2 separate regions of the Mus musculus genome follow, and region 2 is linked to region 1. Evidence: chromatin contacts called from public promoter capture Hi-C data. All regions are on one chromosome and are shown on one strand. The core of a region is the stretch at or near the end of the contact, and the rest is flanking DNA. Distances in the headings are between cores, read along the strand shown.

What was found. Promoter capture Hi-C pulls out the DNA fragments that hold promoters and counts their contacts.
Region 2: a promoter capture Hi-C map of cranial neural crest shows a contact between it and region 1. The contact joins two enhancer-like sites.

What each region holds. Positions count from the first base shown.
Region 1 is chr11:117,089,536-117,096,635 of GRCm38.p6, forward strand. No RefSeq gene overlaps it. Among named protein-coding and RNA genes, the nearest start is that of Mir6516, 16 kb to the left of the region's middle. Within about 2 kb of position 3,351, at least 115 of the 459 cell types and tissues checked have an H3K27ac peak or open chromatin away from gene starts, as enhancers often do.
Region 2 is chr11:117,623,548-117,629,919 of GRCm38.p6, forward strand. Gm35170 (a long non-coding RNA gene) reads right to left here. Exons shown (of 4, transcript XR_003949818.1): 2 at 5,238-5,313; 3 at 4,927-5,131. Among named protein-coding and RNA genes, the nearest start is that of Gm35170, 13 kb to the right of the region's middle. Within about 2 kb of position 4,909, at least 124 of the 459 cell types and tissues checked have an H3K27ac peak or open chromatin away from gene starts, as enhancers often do.

The DNA.
Region 1 (7,100 bases), core at 2,101-4,600:
TCATTCTTTGGGGTACAGGTGGGGAGGGGAGGCACATTGGGTGCTGGGGATCTAATCCAGGGCCTTTCACATCCTAGGCAAGCACACTGCCTGACCCATGTCCTAAGTGTGTTTATTTTTCTAACACAGAAGCGAAAAGGCCTAATTCTATTGTGTGGCAGTCCCCACACAGGGGTCAGCCAGGCCTAGGCCTGAGGCTCCACAGTGCTGCAGCACAGGCAGGGGTCAGGGCTGGGAAGACAGGCAGAAGGCAGAGGCAACCAGGATAAGCGAGACACTGCTTTTTCTCCATGAAGGGCAAAACCCCGGAACTTCCTGGTCCTGAGCTCGCTTGGCAGGAATCAGCTTATATCTCTCATTTCTCTGAAGGTCAGATAACAGAGCTGTGGCCAAGTGACAGGGAGACTTCAGTTGAGATGACGTGGAGCAGAACACAGAGCTGAGCAGATCAATGGCTCCCATCTATCTCATTCACCAGAAGGAATCCCAGGTCTTTGGTAGCTGGTGCCTCATGGGGCAGTCCTGCCTTTCTGTGTGCCTACCTGCCTGCCTGCCCATCTTCCTCCCCACCCCCACCTACCCGCCCCCCCCCCAGCTCCTCAGCTAGGAAGTTCACCCCAGGCTGTGGTGACTGTCCTATGCACAGATGAGTCATTGGTACCCAGCTCAGTACCTAAGAGTACACCATAGTATTTATGAAGGAAAAGTGAACAGGGCGTGTGATGTTGGGCAGTCATTGGCCTTGCATGACCCCGTTCTTCTACAGCAAACAGAAAGGTTTAAGGAGGAAACGCTGCGAACTGTTGGGTGTTTAGTAGGCCTATGCTAAATTATGCTGGGTGAGAGGTGTGATTCAGTTGGTAGGTTATTTGTCTAGTAGGTACAGAGCCTGGTAAACTGCCCAGCCCCCAAAATAAATATGTGACATTTTCCATTCTATTTCCGTTACCTAATATCTCCCATTCTCCCAGATTTTACAAAACCTTTAGATTAATCACCATACATAAAGGATGTTGGCTCCTTTGTCCAGGAGAGAAAATTTCTCCCTCTCTATGCTACTTGTAAAAACAGGGTCTCAGTATGTAGCCCTGGCTGTCCTGCAACTCTCTATGCAGACCAGGCTGGCCTCGAACTCACAGAAATCCTCCTGCTTCCCAAGTGCTGAGATGAAAGGTGTGTTCCACCACACCCGGTTTGGCTTCTTCTACTCTCATTTTCAGTAACTGGGGACAGCAAACGGTACTGCCAGCGTGGGTTACAAGAGAAAGATGGTTTGTTTAAAGACTATTCAAGTGTACAGGAGTTCACAGAACACTGCAACTTGAAGTGACCAGAATCTAGGGCTTGTAGGCACCCTAGTGGTGGTGGTGGCACTTTAATTGACTGTGGGAGATATGTTCTTTTTGCAGAAAGTTTTTTTTTTAGGTGAATTGCTACCTTTTTAAACTTTTATTTATTATTAGCAGTGTGTGTGTGTGCGTGCGCGTGTGTGCGTGCGTGTGAGTGTTCCAGTGCAGACTTACGTGTGCCACTTTTGATCTATTCTCTTTCCACCTTGGGATGTGGTGCTTGAACTCTGGTTAGTCAGTCTCAGACCCCAAGACAAATGGTGGCTATTTAACAAATCAAATATGACCTGGCTTCAGGTTCTTCCAGTCCCTACGGTTACAGGGTAGGGCTGGCATACCCTCTACCCTGAACTCTCCAGCCCAGGGACTGGGCTGCTCTTGCTCAGACGCTCTTCCCTATAATCCAGACATGTTGGTTACCTGCCCTGTCCCTGTATCCCTGCGTGCCCCAGCTCAGTCTGGGCTCCCAGATGCCCCTGCCTCGGGCTATGCTCTCTCTTCTATCTACGATAAATCGTCATCTCCACCACACTTAGGGACAGTCATTTCCTTTTTTTATTTTTATTTTTATTTTTTTAATTTCTATTTTTCATTCAGGTGCCAGGCTCGCAGGGTGAGCCTCTGTTCACATGGAGCATCCCCCCTGCCCTGTTTAGGTCATTTCTTTTCCTCTAGGGATAAGTAACAGGAAATGAGGAGGCGGTACCCCAACTGAGAAATTCCAGAAAGGGCCTTAAGAAAGGCGCGTTCTTCTGCAAATAAGACAGGCAGTGAAGGAAGGGTGAGGTTGGTTGGTTTGTTTGTTTTGGGGTTTTGTTTGGTTTATTTTTCTTGTTAGGGATCCAACCCAAGACCTTATGTATGCTGAATTACACCCCCAGCCTTTGAAAAAAAAAATGTAATTTGGTTGAGAATCAAGAAAGCCACCTCCACTTCTGTTCCAAGTAAGGGGAGGGTCAGGATTCCAAACTCAGCGGATGCTCCGCAGTCCCGCCCATCGGCTCCTTGCTGTGTCCCACCCCTAACCTTCAGGAGAACACGACTGGGGCCAGCCCGATCCGGTCCACAGTTTCACTCTGCGTATAAGAGCAGTTAATGCGTGTGTCACCCGAGAACGTTCACATGTCACACGTCTCCCTAGGCATGTGATTTCTCTCAGAGTCGCTAATGCTGGAGAAAACCAGCTGCCGGTGGAGAGGCTAGTGTGCCTTGAGGGTCAGGGCGAAGAGTCTCGTTCACTCAACCGCGAATGCTGCCCACGTGGAGGGGGTCCTGGTTGGACCGCTCAGTCCTACAGCTTTCCTGAGGCCACCTCTCTTTCAGCTGTTCCTCTGTGGTGAGGACGCAGGCCGGGGGACAGTCGCCAGTGATCCAGCTCTAAGTGCCTGATTGACTGGAGGTCATGCCTGACTCTCAGGGGGAAAATGAGGAGTCTCATTTAACTGATTTTATTTGTTTTGTTTTGTGTTTTGAGACAAGGTCTGTCTTGGTAGCTCTAGCTGGCTTGAAAGTTGCTATGTAGACCAGGCTGACCACTAGTTCCCTAAGATCTCTGTACCTCTGCCTCTAGTGTTGAGATTAAATGGACGAGGTGCCACACCAGCATATTTGCATGACTTTAAAGGAAAGAAAAGTGTACAAACAGATAACAGATACATGCACATCCAACACACACACACACACACACACACACACACACACACACACACACACAATTTCTTCTTTAGATTTCTACTCTGTTTTTTGCTTGGTTAATGGAAGAAAGAGACTTAAAAAAAAAACAAAACAAAAAACCAACAACAAACAAACCCAAAGTGGAGAGAAACTGCAGTTCATCTATACGTAGAAAACACCACATCAGAGCACAGCCGAGGGAGAAAACTGAGGCTGTGAGAAGGTCACGACCTTCTCCCACTGAGGCTGTCTCACAGTCCTTGGGGCTTCACAGGCTGGGAGGGGCCAGGCCGTCTTGCTGACACAGCTTTTTCTCATGGGAGTTCTGTAGGGCGAGAGGCGCATTGCCAGCACCATCCCATCCGCTGCACCTGCAAGGGCCTTTGAACAGGGGACTTCATCTGCTGGCCACGTCATGACCTCTGAGTGTGACTCTGTGGGCTTGACATTTGCATTGTGGCTTATAGCTAACTCTGTTCTGTCACACCTCAGATGTACACCCCCAAACACAGCCCCCAGGGCCCCATGCCCCATTCAACATTCTCCTGTCTCCTGTCCAGCCAGTAAGTAGCAACTAAACATGTTTCTCTCTCTCTCTCTTTCTCTGTGTGTGTGTGTCTGTCTGTCTGTCTGTCATCTGTCTCTGTATCTGTCTTTGTCTCTGTGTCTCTCTGTCTTTCTCTCTCTGTATCTTTCTCTTTTTCTATCTCTGTCTGTCTCTGTGTCTCTCCATATCTCTTTCTTTATCTCTTCCTCCCTCTGTGTCTCTGTATCTCTGTCTTTCTCTCTGTGTGTCTCGGTCTTTATCTCTCTCTGTATCTCTGTCTTTATCTCTCCCTCTGTCTTGTCTCTCCCTGTCTCTCTCTCTCTCTGTTCTCTCTCTCTCTCTCTCTCTCTGTTCTCTCTCTCTCTCTCTCTTGCAGAGAGGAGGGCAGCGAGGTTGAAGGAGCACCCTGTGGAGTGTTATCTTCTTCTGCCTTTCTATGGATTCCCAGGATCAAAGCCTGTGTGACAGGAGCCCGGATCCACATGGTCATCTTGCCAGCTCCTTCAGTGACTGCTTCTATTAGGAAGAATTGAGGGGAGTCTGGGGTTGGCTGGGGAAGCCAAGCTTACTCTCTAGATTGCTCAGCACTCTCCCGGGAAAGATCTTTCTTTTGCTGTAAAGACAGAGTCAGCCAGGCAGTGGTGGTGCAGACCTTTCATCCTAGCACTAGGGAGGCAGAGGCAGGGGGATCGCTGGGTTCTAGGACAGCCTGATCAACCAAGCAAGCTCCAGGGCTGTACCATAGAAAAACCCCGTCTCAAAAACAAAACAAAACAGACAGACTGCACACACACACACACACACACACACACACACACACACACACACACAGGGTCTCTGTAGCCTGGGCTGGCTCTGAACTTGCTATGTAGTTGCAGATGATCTTGAATTCTGATCTTCCTGCTTCTACCTCCCCAGTTCTGGGATTATACTTGTCCACCTTGTTTGGCAGGAAAGATATCTTAAAGGCCACTGGCTCTGGTTCCAGGTGCTTATCTAACACTGGAATCTGTCTGACAAGCGGTCCACAGAACATATCCTCCTTTCTTCCCCTTTGCATGTGGCTCGGAGATTGACCAGATCTTTGGGATGCTTTGCATCCTGGGGACCCCCAATGAAGCCAGGTGACACCCAGCTGCCTGACTGTAAGAGCAGCTTCCCTAAGTGGCCTGGGAAGGGGCTGGAGGAGGTGACACCCAGTTACAGAGCCAGAGGGCAGAGTGCCCTGTCTCCTAACATAACAAGACAAGCTAATATCCTGACAGGGCTCTTTTGGGGAAGTGACGTCACCACGCCTCAGGATGTGTAAGCTCAGGAACATTTTCCTTGGAATAAACTGTGTCCCCAGGGCTTCTTAATGAGCCCTTTCTGTGGGAACCACACAATAGTTGGATCCAACTGCCTGTTTTCACTCTGTTATGTTATCCCAAAAAGAGGCGTATCTTGTTTACTTGGTTTTCATTGAGGAACGTTCTTTGTCCTCCAAGGAATACATAAGAGCTCCTATCTTAGAACGTGTGAAGCCCTGAAAGGTAGCTTTTCCATGGAAGTCTTTAGGCTGAACCACTGAGCTCCGCTCCGGAGAGGAAATAGATCTTGGCCGTCAAGTGCTCTATACCTGGGACTGACAGGAGCTATTTCGGAAGGCTGAGCCCTCCCGCCCAACCACCACACACAAGGTGTTGGTGCTTGAGTGATGGCTGCTGGAAGCGGCTGTGCAATGGACACTTGCCTGGGTTGATAATGACACTCAAGAGCCAGCCAGCAGGCTGTGGATGGCTCCCTCTCAACGCCACCCCCCTCCCTAGGCAGACCCATTGCTATGAATAAAGGAAGCATGACGCAACTTGGATATTTAATTCTCCAAATAGCTCCAAGCTGGAAGCAACCGAAGATAATCAATTAAAGAAATGTGGATACATTTGTGCAGTGGGATGATGCTTAAGCTATTTTGATGAATAAGGGAGAAATGGGTTTTAGTGCACCGTATGATTTATTCATGGAATAACAGACTATGCTGGTTGGTTTTTGTCAACTTGACACAAACTAGAGTCGTTGGAAGAGAGAACCTTCATTAAAAGGATACCTCCTTCTCTTGATTAATGATTGACATAGGAGGGCCCAGTCCACTCTGGGCAGTGACAGCCTGGGGCAGGTGGTCCTGGGTTCTGTAAGAAAGCAGGCTGAGTAAGCCACGGGGAGCCACGCAGTAAGCCACAGCTCTCCAAGGCCTCAGCTTGAGTTCCTGCCTTGGCTTCCCTTAGTGAGGGACAGTGACCGGGACAGGGAAGCCAAATAAACTTTCCTCCCAAGCTGCTTTTGGTCATGGTCTTCATCCCAGGGATAAACACCTACGAAGGATGCAGAGTCCGACTAAGGTAATCCACACTGATGGGAGTCAGAAAACCCCTGCTGTGGGGAAGACTCGGCCAGAAGAGAGCATCTGGGACCTGCACAGCAGACGGACACCCAGAGCCGTTCATTCCCTTAACATAAATTCTACAAGAAACATACCATGCATGCATTATGGGATGTATTGTTGGTCCCATCTGTAAAGTCCAAGACAGTAAACCAAAGCTCTGAAAGAAGAGATGGCAGAGTGCTTGCCTGGCATGCACAAAGCCCTGGGTTCAGTCTCCATCACCATGGAAACAAGACATGCTGCCACAGGCCTGTCATCCCAGCACCTGGGAGGAAGAAACAGGAAGATACGGTGTTCAAGGTCATCCGCAGCTGCCTGGTGAGTTCAAACCCTTCTCCCACTCACAGGTCTCAGGACATCCCAGTACTCCTCAATATCCATCAGTGCCCCTCAGTGCCCCTCAGTACATCCCAGTACCCCTCAGTCGCCCTCAGTGCCCCTCAGTACATCCCAGTACCCATTAGTCGCCCTCAGTGCCCCTCAGTACATCCCAGTACCCCTCAGTCGCCCTCAGTGCCCCTCAGTACTCCCCAGTACCCCTCAGTCGCCCTCAGTGCCCCTCAGTACATCCCAGTACCTCTCAGTCACCCTCAATGCCCCTCAGTACATCCCAGTACCCCTCAGTCGCCCTCAGTGCCCCTCAGTACTCCCTCAATACCCCTAGGTTCTCCCCAGTACCCCCTCAGTACTCCTCAGTACCCCAGTACCCCTCAGTGCTTCTCAGTACCCCTCAGTGCTCCCCAGTACCCCTCAATACTCCTCAGTGCTCCTCAGTATCCCCTTGATACCCCTAGGTGCTCCTCAGTGCCCCTCAGTACCCCCTCAGTACTCCTCAGTACCCCTCAGTACTCCTCAGTACCCCTCAGTGCTTCTCAGTACCCCTCAGTGCTCCCCAGTACCCCTCAATACTCCTCAGTACTCCTCAGTATCCCCTCAATACCCCTAGGTGCTCCTCAGTGCCCCTCAGTACCCCTCAACACTCCTCAGTGCCCCCTCAGTACTCCTCAGTACCCCTAGAAGCCCCTGAGTATTCCTCAGTGCTCCTTAGAACTCTTCAGTACTCCTCAATACCCCAATACCCCTCAGTACCCCTCAGTGTCCCTCAGTA
Region 2 (6,372 bases), core at 3,659-6,158, 540 kb after region 1:
AGCCGCCAAGAAGAGGTTTAAAATAGAGTAATTTAGAAAGGACACTCTTGGGGGCTGGTGAGATGGCTCAGTGGGTAAGAGCACCCGACTGCTCTTCCGAAGGTCCCGAGTTCAAATCCCAGCAACCACATGGTGGCTCACAACCATCTGTAATGAGATCTAATGCCCTCTTCTGGTGCATCTGAAGACAGCTACAGTGTACTTACATATAATAAATAAATAAATAAATCTTTTTAAAAAAAAAAAGAAAGGACACTCTTACCAGGCAGTGGTGGCGCACACCTTTAATTCCAGCACTTGGGAGGCAGAGACAGGTGGATTTCTGAGTTCGAGGCCAGCCTGGTCTACAGAGTGAGTTCCAGGACAGCCAGGGCTATACAGAGAAACCCTGTCTCGAAAAACCAAAACAAAAAACAGAGTGAGTTCTAGGACAGCCAGGACCACACAGAGAAACCCCGTCTCAGAAAAAACAAAAACAAACCCAAAACTCAAAAACAAAAATAGAAGGAAGGAAGGAAGGAAGGAAGGAAGGAAGGAAGGAAGGAAGGAAGGAAGGAAGGAAGGAAGAAAGGAAGGAAGGAAGGAAGAAAGACTCCTCAATCTGTTGAGGCTGTGCATTGAAACCTGGTTTCCCAGCTATTGTAAGCTGTCACCCATGCTGTTGTGGGACTTGGTAACACAGCTGTCTTCGAGTCAGTTCTGCCCCCGTAAGTAACTCCTCACCCGTACTCTTGTAGGTAACCCCAGCAAGACCCATTGGTTAACTGAGATGGACTTTTGTGATATCCGTACTTTAGGGTGTTGTAGGATCTCTATCTGGGTGAGCAGATATGTATGTTGCATCTCCCCAAGATACATTTTGTTGAACAACTGCCTTTTTACACAACGAGATGATTGAGCAAAGGCCCCAAAGAAATACGGGACCCACTTCTACTACCCCAAGCTGCTGCTTATATGAAAAAGAGAACCTTGCATATGTGATTAAAGTTGACGATTTGGGATGGGAGAAATGGCCCAGGGATTAAGAGTGCATACTGCCCCTGCAGAGGACTTGAGTTTGGTTTGCAACACCCACATTGGGCAGCTCACAGTTGCCTGTAACTCTAGCTCAAGGGGATCAAATACCCTCTTCTGGAACTCAAGGGCACCTACATTCATGCGTGTGTATACACAATTAAAACTAAATTAAAAAAAAAATTAAGTTGAGGATTGGGTGTTGGGAGGTTACCCAGGATCACAGAAAGTTCTCCTGTAGATTCTTATGGAAAGGGCACATGGAGAACCTTAAGGGTAGACTCTCAGTGCCATCAAAAACAAAAAAACCAAACCAAAACCCCTGAGATCTTAGTATAGATAGAGGATGGAGCCACGAGCCAAGGAAGGCAGGCAAAGAGAGATCAGGACTTGTCCTGGAGTGTCAGGGATGATAAAACCTGATTTCTTCCTTCTCGGGGCCGGGCAGTGGTTTAGATTCTCACCCAGCATGCACAAGTGTCAAGTTAAAATCCTAGCCCGGCTTCCAAGAAGCACCCTAGCCTTTAGAACCAGGAGATAATCCATCCCCCAAGCTTTCGATGATCCGATCCATCAGCTGTAGGGAGCTCATACAGCGGGCCACACTCCATCTCTCCTTGATTTGTGATTCTTAGCAATGATTTTAATAGAAGAATAAATTCTCATTTAAAGAATCAAATTCAATAAAACATTTCATGCATGCACTAAAATTTGCATTTGCAAAACATAAATATTTCTCGCCACAGTCCGTGCTGTTTCATTGTTTTAAAGTTGAAACAGAAATAAAAGCTCTGTGTGTTCCTACAGATTGATGGGATCAGAGCCAAGCTCTGCTTCTTGGATGATGCCAGCCATCACTGTGCCCGTCGTAGCTCACTTCCACAGGGCTGGCTAAAGGTTGGGGAATGGGAGTCTGCAGGGAAGACTCTCAATGGGAAGGGGAGGCTACAGAGGCACCTGAGGACTGAGGGACAGCCTCTAGCCTCTAGACTAAAGGTCCTGAGTTCAATCCCAGGAACCCATGTACAAAGGATGCAGCAGTACACATCTGTAGTTCCAACATGCCTACAGCAAGACACAAGACAGACAGGACAGCTGCCAGACATCTCTGGGGCCAGCCCAGGGTACACCGCACACTGGCAAAAACAAGACCCTTCTTCACTAACGTGGAAGGGGAGAACTGACGTCTGAAAATTATCCTCTGACTTCTGTCTGTACACCAGAGTATGCTCATGCCTGGACATGCATGGACACACACATACACACACACACACACACACACACACACACACACACACACACACACATGTGCCAAATGCACACACAAATAAATAAATACATAAATCTTTTTTTATATTTATTTTGTTTTTGAGAAAGGGTCTCACTGTGCATCCCTAGCCAGCCTAGAACTTGCTACAGAGACCAGGCTGCCCTGGAATCCATAGAGATCCACCTGCTTCTGCCTCCCCAGTGCTGAGATAAATGGAGTGAGCCGTCACCATGCCTGGCTATTTTATTTTGTCTGTGTGTGTGTGTGTGTGTGTGTTTTGTGGATTTGTATATGTATGCTTGTGTGAATATGTGTTTTTCTGTGTGAGTGTGCACATGTGTGTGTGTGTATGTGTGTGTGTCGGGGGGGGGGGCAGAGGTGCCCATGGAGCCCAGAAGAGAGTGTCAGATCCCAGAGTTACAGGCAGTTTTGAGTCACCCAGGAGGAGTGCTGGGAACCAAATTCTGGTCCTTTGCAAGAGCAGCAAGTGCTCTTAATCATAGCACCGTCTTTCCAACCTCAACAAATCGTTTTTAGTGCAAGCAGGGCAATGCCAAACAGTGTCAGACTGTAAGAAGTCGCTTTCCAGACGAAGGCAGGCAGCCATCCTGGTGTCGGGGCCAAGATACATCATTTTTAAAGTGTGCTAATTCGCAGCTTACACATACATTAGGCCTCTACAAGGACACAACATGTTTCAGTGTGTAAACAACTGGTGTCAATCAGACGTGTTTGGTATTTAGGTGTGTGGTGTTTAATAGAGAGCCGTGGCTTCCCATGTGTTTTATTATTTTCAAAGTTGCTCTGGGTACTGGGTGTTCCCATTGCTGGCATGTGGTGTGGACAGCTCCCATGCCTGTCCCTGTACCACACTGGTTTCTCGATGTCCAGGAAGAAGGAAGGGCGTTCTCTTGGCTCAGAAGCTAAGCTTTCCTCTGGCCCTTGGTTGCCAGGGGCCCAGGGGGAACATCCAGGGGACAGTGGTAGGTCTCTGGTGGCCACAATGAGAGAATGTGTGGGCACCGGGCCAGAGGAAGAGGTAATTCCATGAAAAGGCCCAAGCCCTTCCCGAGAAGAAAGCATTAGGGACCCTTCCTCTGCCCTACACAGGGCAACCTGCAAGGGGTCGAGCAATGGGAAAGATCAGCTGATCTCCCAGCGGCAGATGGACCCCTGTGCAGCCCCTTCTTCCCGGAGCACCCAGCCTGCTGAGCCTAGCCTTCCTGATATCCTTGCACAGGTTACCAGTTCTTAGATCTGCCCCCCACAGGCCTCCCCTCTAAAGGAACAGGCCTCAACCCAGGGCTCCTGTCATGGGAAACATGCCTCTGACTGATCCTGCAAATTGGAGCATCTGATGTCTCCAGGCATGTGCCCGGCCTGTGGAAAGATGAAGTCACCAGGAAGCAGAAACAGTAGACAGCAGGCTGCTCTGCCCGGCATCAGCACCTGGCTCTTCCCTCTGCAGAATGCACATCGTGTCATGATCCCTCCCCTCACTACTCCTCCCCCCACAACCCCTCCCCCAGCCCCAGGGCTCCAGACTGCAGGTGCTACCTCCCAGGGTAAGAAACAGGGAGGTGCAGTGCCAGTGGGCTTCCTGAGCTGGGAGCCTGCAGGGCTACCTGATGCGTGGGCAAGGCTTGCCAGCAAGCAGCATGCACGCTGTGCCTGCCCAGGAAAGCCAGTTATGATACTAAGTCTTCAGCTTCCATACACTCCCTCTAAGACAAAGGCTTCTTGATACAATCAAATGGATGGCTTCCCACCGTGTCGTTATCCTGAACCCCTTCCCCAAGCCCCATCCCACCCCTCCTACGGGAGGGGGTTTTGCATGCCTTTTGTGCTTTTACATTCTCTCTCTCTCTCTCTCTCTCTCTCTCTCTCTCTCTCTCTCTCTCTCTCTCTCTCCTGACTTTGGTCCTCTGGCTTCACCCACTGAGTCACCTTGACAAGCTTTGGCCTCTTTAGTTTGATTTAAGAAAAAGGTCTCCAGATATAAGTCAGGCTGCCCTGGAACTCACTATGTGGACAGGCCACAAACTCAGCGATCCTCTCTCCCCAGCCTCCCCAGTGCTGAAATTGTAATGCAAGAGACGCCACGCCAGGCGCCAGGCGAAGCTTTGGGCTTTTACCAGAAGCTTTCTGGAGAGGTAAAGACTTTCAGTAGTGCCCCTTGGGGAGTCCCGTAAAGGCTTTAGGGAATACTCCAGGGGTCACCTGGGCTAGCACCTCATTCTGAATTGGGCTGGAGTGGGAACTGGAGCAGTGGGATGGGGGAGCAGTGGGCAGGAGTACCTCCCACCCTGTCGGAATGCAAATCACCGGCAGGGAGATGGATGATCCTGCAGGACAGCTCACAGGGTTCCCAGTGGGAGACATTTGTCATTTCCACTCTCCTGCAAGTTCCCCGCCTCTGTCATCCCTCCTCCCCTCCCTCCCATCCAGGTAGCTCCACTGGGCACAGGTGCCTGAGACAAACAAAGGCCGCTCCCTGCCCCCACCTCCTCCTGTCTGAAGGGATGATGTCTGGCCTGGTGCCACAGTAGATGTGGGCTGCCCAAGCTGTGCACAGAACAGCCTCTCTCAGGCATCAGGCAATGGCCCTTTGTCTCCCGCAGGGATAATTCGAAACCTCATACCTCTTTCCTCTGTGGGCTTCCCTGCTAATTGGCAAGTGTGTGCTCTGCGGCCATGCAGCTAAGATTTTCCATGATGTCAGCAGAGCGCCAAGATGCCTGGATTCACCCATCAGGCCTAGAGCGGGGGAACTGTCAGCCTGGTTGTGTTCCAGCAAGAATTAACATGCCGCTTGGCCCCCTCCTGCTGCCGCTGCTGTAGAAATGGCTGGTGAAGGGAGAGCCAGATGAATCTCTCCATCCCTGAGACTGTGACATTGCCAAAATATACAACACAACCATCATCCCGCCCTCTCCTTTCTGGGGTTCCTCACCTCTCTCAGAGGATAGAGAACACCACACAGGGAACAGGACTCAAGTGTTCCAGACCCAGTGCCAGGAAGTCGCAATCTATAAAGACAGAATGGGAGCCCTTTCTCAGTCCTGAGGAACAGCTCTGCCTGCCCGACTGCCTTCCATGTTTGGAGTGGATTCCCCAGTAATGGTGGACTGGGCTGGTGCATCTCGCCTCCCTTCTCTGCCCACAGCCTGCTCCACAAGCATTTCCCCCATTGAATTAAGAACTCCTTGTGGGATTGAGGTAGGGCAGAAAGATAGAAAAAATAAATAAGAGGGACAGGAGGAGAGAAGAAGCCCCGGGGAACAAGTTTGCCTTTCCTGTTGAAAATCAAGAAATTGTATCAACTTGTATCTTCAAGATGGCTCAGCAGGTAAAGATGCTGGCCTCCAAGTCTGAAGGCCTGAGTTTGATCTCAGGGTCCCACAGAGGGTCAGGGAGAGGATTGGCTCCCACAAAGTACACTCTGACCTTCACGTGAATGCTGTGGCACATATGCACATATGCATAAATTAATAAATCAATAAATGTAATTTTTAAATGAGAAAAGAAACTTCACCATAACTGATAAACCCAAAATTACCTATAGAGAGAAGCCCAAAGACTTCTCAACCACGGATGCTAAAAATAACGAATAGGGGCTGGAGTGATGATTCGGTGGTTATAGAGCACAGACTGCTCGTCCAGAGAACCCGGGTTCAGTTTCCAGCACGGACATGGCAGCTCACAGCTGTCTGTAACTTCAAAAAAGATCTGACAACCTCATACAGACTTTCAGGCAGGCAGAACACCAATATATACTTTTAAGAAGAAGGAGGAGGAGGAGCCGGGCAGCGATGGCACACGCCTTTAATCCCAGCAGTTGGGAGGCAGAGGCTGGCAGATTTCTGAGTTCAAGGCCAGCCTGGTCTACAGAGTGAGTTCCAGGACAGCCAGGGCTACACAGAGAAACCCTATCCAAAAAAAAAAAAAAAAGAGGAGGAGGAGAAAAAGAAAGGAGGACCACAAAGTTGCCCTCTGACTGTCAAACCAGAACAATGATGTATCTACACCCACACCCAGCACACACAGCAACAAGTACAATTTTAAAAACTGTTCAGTTTAAAAAATAA